Regions from separate parts of the Macaca mulatta genome. Here region 1 is linked to region 2. Evidence: chromatin contacts called from public Hi-C data. All regions are on one chromosome and are shown on one strand. Each heading gives the region's core, a stretch centred on a gene start, on an enhancer-like site or on the middle of the called end of the contact. The rest is flanking DNA. Distances are from core to core; before and after follow the strand shown.

Region 1 (3,018 bases), core at 78-2,577, 44 kb before region 2:
GGGAAGTGTCCAGCTTTGTCCAAGAGGAAATAGAAGCGTCGGCCTTTGACTTTCAGAGGTAGCATGGCAGGGACTTCATCTCGGTGGGCCATGCAAGATACCTGCTTCAAAGGAACTGTGAAATGGGCCCACAAGCCAAAAGGGGCATGAGTGGTGAGGGTCACCTGCTGCCCTCCAGCTCGAAGCACCACTGAGCGCACAGACCGGAGAGAGAAGAGAAGACCAGCACCGAGTACGAGGGCTCCTGCAGGAAGGGCAGAGTTCGGGGTGAGGGGTTTTCACTGAACGTCTAAGTACCGACCTTTCCAGTGCCCTCTGAATAAGAAATCTTGGGGATGAAAGTAATATTTACTGAGCTTTTTCGAGACTGAGTTTCGCTCTGTCGCTCTGTGCAGTACTGAGCTCCTCTTATACACCACAATCCTGTTACTCCTCCCAACAACCTTAGTAGACATCTGTTTCCATTTTAATGGGAGGAGGAAGAGCTTTAAGGACCTTGCTTAAGGTCGCAGAGTGAAGGGCAGACCTCGGCCTACACTATGACAGGGCACAGCGCTCAGGGACACAAGTGTTTCGCTTTTTTTTTTTTTTTTTCTGAGACCGCAGTGCGACTGAGCCGGAGTGCAGTGGCGTGATCTCGGCTCATTGCAACCTCCGCCTCCCGGGTTCAATTGATTCTCCTGCCTCAGCCTCCCGCGTAGCTGGGACTACAGGCGCTTGCCACCACACTCAGCTAAATTTTTGTATTTTTAGTAGAGACGGGGTTTCATGGTGTTAGCCAGGATGGTCTCGAGGTCCTGACCTAGTGATCCGCCCGCCTCCGGCCTCCCAGCATATGAGCTACCACGCCCGGCCAGTGTTTCGAATTTCTGTAGGGTTAAGCCCGCCCACCACTCTTGTATAGGGAACCCCCAACTCTCCCTGCCTGTATAGGGAAGGTCGTGTCCCGCCACCCCACGTTGCCATAGTGGGAAGCCAGCCCACGTCTTACCGATGGCGCCGCAGCCGACGGCCAGACCATAGCGCCAGAGCGCGGAGCGCAGGTCGAAGGGGCCACGGTTTGGGACCTCCGCATCCAGAGGCTTCACCCGGACCGGGTGCCGGGACACGGCTACCACAGCCAGGGAGGCCCAGAAGACGCCCTGGCCAGCGCAGAACAGCCCGAGGATGGTGAAGAAGCGGCCCCGATCATGCTCAAAGAGCAACACATCCCGTTGCAGCGTCGCGCCTTGCAGGGGCCGGCGCGTGGGCAGGGGTCGCAGCACAGTTAGCAGCCCCGTGGGCCACCGCCTCCAAGGCGCCGCCATGGCCAGCCGACTTCCGGGGTGGGACTTCCTGTCGCGGAGCCGCCTCCCGCCCTCCCTGGCCCCCCCCTCCCCCGCCCCGCTAGAGGGCCCGCCCTCCCGCTCAGGGCTGGGAGGAGACAACCAATCCAGAACGCAGAACACAAAATACAACATCACTCTTTATATTAAAAAGTAAGGAGGTCCTGGGGTTAAGTACACAAAGCACCTAAATCCTTCGGGTAGTTTAGTGTCAGTTCTACAAAGTAAGCTTTGGCTTCCGGGCATCAGTGAGGCTCAATCTTCTGAAGGCTTCCAGGGCAGGCGAGGAGAGGGATCAGGCAGCCCTCCCTCCCTCGGTCACAGTCACGGGGCGGCCTAGGGCCAGACAGGAGGAGATGACAGACGACAACCAGATGGTAATATCCAAGGACTATTTACAGGGGAGGCTGCTTCTGGGGCATGACTACAATCACTTCATGAATGCCACTTCTGGGATCTCGCCCTTGGCCTGGAGAAAAATGAAGGTCAGTAGAGGCAGGCCTACCATCTCCACTCAGCAACCCCAGCTAACCTGACCTCCGGAAGGCCCAGAGATCCTAGTGTTTTTGCCACTGTATTTCCAGACCTTACCTTGAGATGAGTGAAGGCCTGGGCAGATCTGGTGTAGTCCCAGTTGTTGTCCTGAAGGCACCTGGAGTGGAAGAACAGGCAGCTCTGTAAGAACTCTGACCCCTAAATGCCAGTTGGAAGTCCATTCCATAAAAGCACCCAGGTTTGCCAACAAATATGTACATTCTTATACATCCTTGCACTATTTATACAAATGAGAAATTAGTAAAAGTCCAAATGTTCTACCAATGGCTTATCAAAGATAAGGAATATTAAATAGCTGTCAAGAAGTCCAAGATACTTTTTACAGTGGTAGGGAAAGATGTTCATGGTGTAAGTAAAGAAACTAAGTTGCAGAACAGTATATGAAAAGGAACTTCCATTTGCCTTTAACGTTTTTTTTTTTTTGAGATGGAGTCTCACTGCCGCCCAGGCTGGAGTGCAATGGTGCGATCTTGGCTCACTGCAACTTCTGCCTCCCAGGTTCAAGTCATTCTCCTGCCTCAGTCTCCCGAGTAGCTGGGATTACAGGCGCCACCACCATGTCCAGCTAATTTTTGTATTTTTAGTAGAGACAGATTTCACTATGTTAGCCAGGCTGATCTCGAACTCCTGACCTCGTGATCCGCCCACCTCGGCCTCCCAAAGTGCTGGGATTACAGGCGTGAGCCACCGCGCCCGGCAACCTTTAAAAATTTTTATGCTAGGCCGGGCGCGGTGGCTCACGCCTGTAATCCCAGCACTTTGGGAGGCCGAGGCGGGCGGATCACAAGGTCAGGAGATCGAGACCACGGTGAAACCCCATCTCTACTAAAAATACAAAAAATTAGCCGGGCGCGGTTGTGGGCGCCTGTAGTCCCAGCTACTCAGGAGGCTGAGGCAGGAGAATGGTGGGAACCCGGGAGGTGGAGCTTGCAGTGAGCCAACATCGCGCCCCTGCCCTCCAGCCAGGGGGACAGAGTGAGACTCCATCTCAAAAAAAAAAAAAAAAAAAAAAATTATGCTAATTTATGCACAGGCAAATTTTTTGTAGACTATCAGGGTTTTTTGGTTTTTTGTTTTTGAGACGGAGTCTTGCTCTGTCACCAGGCTGCAGTGCAGTGGCACGATCTCGGCTCACTGC
Region 2 (3,232 bases), core at 188-2,687:
GCCAAGTCCCGTGGCCCTCAGACTGCGGCCTGGCCCGTGTAACTGCCCCGGGCCCTAACCCAGTCCCTTCGTTTCCGTGGTTTCCTTCGGCCCCTCGGGGGGGGGCCGGTGACGGACCTCCAAAGACTGACACACTTCGGTGGGCGGAGGGGGAAACCTCTGGGTGTTTATTTGAAACAGGAAGTCCCACCCCCCGCCCAAGGTCCGCCTTCTGGAAGACTTCAACCACTCATTAGCTAATGCCGACGTCTCTCTCAACAGAGGCTTTCCTGATTGGACGGCAAGGAATTCGCTCACCAGGAGCCGGGCCGGCAGGACTTGCCTGCTTGCCCCTGGTTCCCTTCCCCCTGCCAGTCGTCGCCCCTGTAAAACCACTGCCCCAGAGCTGACACGGTGGCCAGACCCCCTCTTAGAGCAAGTCTTACCTCCCCTCTGCTGCCTGTCGCCGCCGCCACTACCAATCTCCCCGGCCGTCACTGCCTCCTCCCTGGGCACTGAGGCCGCCGAAACCCGACCAGACTGGAAGCGGCCACGTCACCTACACGTAACCCCACCCCCGGTGACGAGGGGGCGGTCCCACGCATTTTCAAGCCAGGCGACCCGAAAGACACGCCCCACATCCAAACGCAAGAGCGACCCCCCTCCCATTGGCTAAGGCGCTGCCGTGACCCCGCCCCTGAGTACTACAGCGGGAGCCCAGGGGGCTGGGCCCGCCTCCGGGGAGGAGCCTTAAAGAACCAGCTGCCCGGCGGTGTCCGCGCCCGTTTCCCAGAGTGGTGGTGCAGGTACACGTTAGAAATTTTATTCTCTGGAGGTTGGGGCGGACTAAGAGCAGGTCTGGGGTCATCCCTTCTCCGGCTCCTCCTGGTTGCCTTCTCGGATCGGACGCTCCTGTTTCCGAGTCTGATCTGATTGCCTCTTGCTTGACGGCAAGGAGTCCCGACCACTGAACATTGATGACCTAATCTGGTCTGATTGTCTCTTGCTTGACCGCGAGGAGCCCCGACGACTGAACATGGATAGTCGCCGCCACAGCACGGTGATCAGAAGGCTTTCGTTCGACTTATGATTCCGATGGTCCGGGGAGTTCAAGTCGATACCTTCGGCGCCTGAGGCGACGAGGCCTCTGAGCTCACCCCTACCCTCGGGAAGCCCCTTCTCACACTCCCTGGGCCCTCTGTGTGTGCCTCTGGTCCCATCTTCCCTGACGGCCTCAGACTCTGCCTCCTTGGACTGCTCATCCGACATCTCAAAGTCCTTGTCTTGGCAGCAGCCCATGGCCCCGCGGGGCCCCGGACTCCCTGCCACCCACGCCAGCCTACCTGCCTCCAGGCCCGGCTTTTGTGACATCAGATATCCCGTCGCCCCAGCTCAGGGAGCCCCCACCCCAAGCTACCCCTCATTCCTTTCTCCCATCACAAAAGGCTCAGGGTCATGGTGGATGTTCAGCTGTTTATTTACAAAGTGGGCAGGCACAGGGGCGTCAGGGGCGTCAGGGGCTGGTGGACCCAGGCCGCTTCTTCTTTCTCCGTCTGGTTTGGAGAGCTCCTTGGGTCTGCTCCAAATCCGAGAGCTTCCGCTTGGCAGCTGCCTCCAAGGATGCCCAAAGTTCGTCTGTCTCTGTGTCTTCTAGGGGCACCTTGTTGGGTTCTTGAGGCTCTTGGGGCTCATCCTGGTGAGTGGGAAGAAAGTGTAGGAGTCAGGGGGACTGGGCATGGTAGCTCCCACCTGTAATCTCAGCACTTTGGGAGACCAAGGCAGGAGGATTGCTTGAGCCCAGGACTTAGCGACCAGACTGGGCAACATAGGAGACCCCATCTCCACAAAAAGAAGTTAAAAAAAAAAGAAAAAGTAGTCAGGGGCACAGGGACAAACCCACAGGGAAGGAGACCCTGGCTGAGAAATAATCCCTCTGGGTATCACCACCTTTATTCCCTGCTCCCAGAAAGCAACCCCATCCATGCTCTTGGCAATAACCCTCAGGATTTTAACTGTTAATGCCTCTCAGAGAAATTAAGTGACCAGGCAGGTAAACAGATAGTCCCAGGTCTGCATTCCAGCTGCCTCCTTTTCCTCTTCATAGGGAGATCCTCACATCTATGCCCTTAGCTCCCACATTCCCAGACCCAACTGCTCACCTCCCAGTTGTCCCTGCCTGACAGGAGGAGGCAGTTCAATTGAGACTTGAGATAAACCTGCAAAAGATGAAGGACCTTAAGGAGCTAGGCATGCTGAGACAGAAACATGAAAGGGGACAAAGGAGGCGGAGCCTCCACAAGACCATGAGTTTGGGGTGGGAGAGACGACTTACCTTATGCTCCAGACCCCGTGGATTCTGGATCCTGTGTATCCTCAAGACTCTGTCCAAGCCACAGGAAGCTAGTAGAGGCTTTGAAGGGTGGCACTGCAACCCACGGACACTGCCTGCCAGCCCCTTCAGACAGCCCAGTAGACGCCCTAGAGAAGGGGGGAAGCATCCGTGATAACTGGCTGGCCAATAACCAACCATTCATTGTTTCCTGTTCCAATCACTTTCCATTTCAACATTTAATCTGCAACAAAACCCTGAGACTGGAGCTTCTACTAATATTTCCATTTCGCAGGTGAGGAAATTACGGCACAGGGAGTTGAAATAGTTTAAGGTCATACAGCTTTTGAGGAAACCAGGATTTGAACCCAGGCAATCTGGCACCTGAATGAGGCCTCACTGGCCCCACTGCACCGCCTTAGAGGGAATCCTTACCCTTCTCCCTGCTCCTTCCTTTCCCCCCAACATACCCTAGTCCACTCACCTTGCCGAAGGTCAATTTCTGCCAGCTGCCCATGAGTGTTTCCCACAATCACTGAGCTGAGGATGAGACCAGAGGCAAGCGGAGTCAGCAGGAACCTCCTGGAGCCCTTCCCAAGCCCCACCCTCCCACCCGTTCCCCTCTAAACACTCACTTGCCTCCCGGAGTGAGGGTCATGGCTGTCAGTGGGTACTCTCCATAGGTGGTCTCTAGGACTGGCCGGCGCTGGGGGGATGCTGGATCATAGACACGAACCTAGAGGAAGGCTGAAGCATCACGAAAGTATCCTCACCCTGCACCTACCCTCTGGCATCTCTGCATCCTCACCCGCTCCCTGCACACTGCTCTCTTATTTATGATCCACTGTCAGAAACTTTCTCATCTTAGATGTATGCCTCTTCTCTGAGCATCAGGGTGTCAGAAGAGCTGCTTAGCAGCATAAA

Evidence for each region. A called contact is a pair of places that touch in the nucleus more often than the background predicts.
Region 1: a contact with region 2 is called in a Hi-C map of CD4 T cells, with 3 times the contacts expected there. The contact joins the promoter of TMEM223 here to the promoter of TEX54 in region 2. A contact is called at or near these places in 4 of 14 Hi-C or Micro-C datasets (CD4 T cells, fetal cortex germinal zone, fetal cortical plate and 1 more).

What each region holds. Positions count from the first base shown.
Region 1 is chr14:11,265,545-11,268,562 of T2T-MMU8v2.0, reverse strand. TMEM223 (transmembrane protein 223) reads right to left here and starts at 1,327. Exons shown (of 2, transcript XM_015113958.3): 1 at 992-1,327; 2 at 1-244. The coding sequence starts at 1,307. It overlaps NXF1 (nuclear RNA export factor 1), which reads right to left. Exons shown (of 22, transcript XM_077962523.1): 21 at 1,917-1,977; 22 at 1,449-1,794. The coding sequence ends at 1,756.
Region 2 is chr14:11,221,688-11,224,919 of T2T-MMU8v2.0, reverse strand. TEX54 (testis expressed 54) reads right to left here and starts at 1,437. Exons shown (of 1, transcript XM_077962609.1): 1 at 731-1,437. The coding sequence starts at 1,350. The coding sequence ends at 844. It overlaps WDR74 (WD repeat domain 74), which reads right to left. Exons shown (of 13, transcript XM_077962574.1): 9 at 2,944-3,044; 10 at 2,793-2,848; 11 at 2,312-2,457; 12 at 2,139-2,195; 13 at 1,439-1,672. The coding sequence ends at 1,493. It overlaps STX5 (syntaxin 5), which reads right to left and starts at 558. Exons shown (of 11, transcript NM_001261004.2): 1 at 426-558.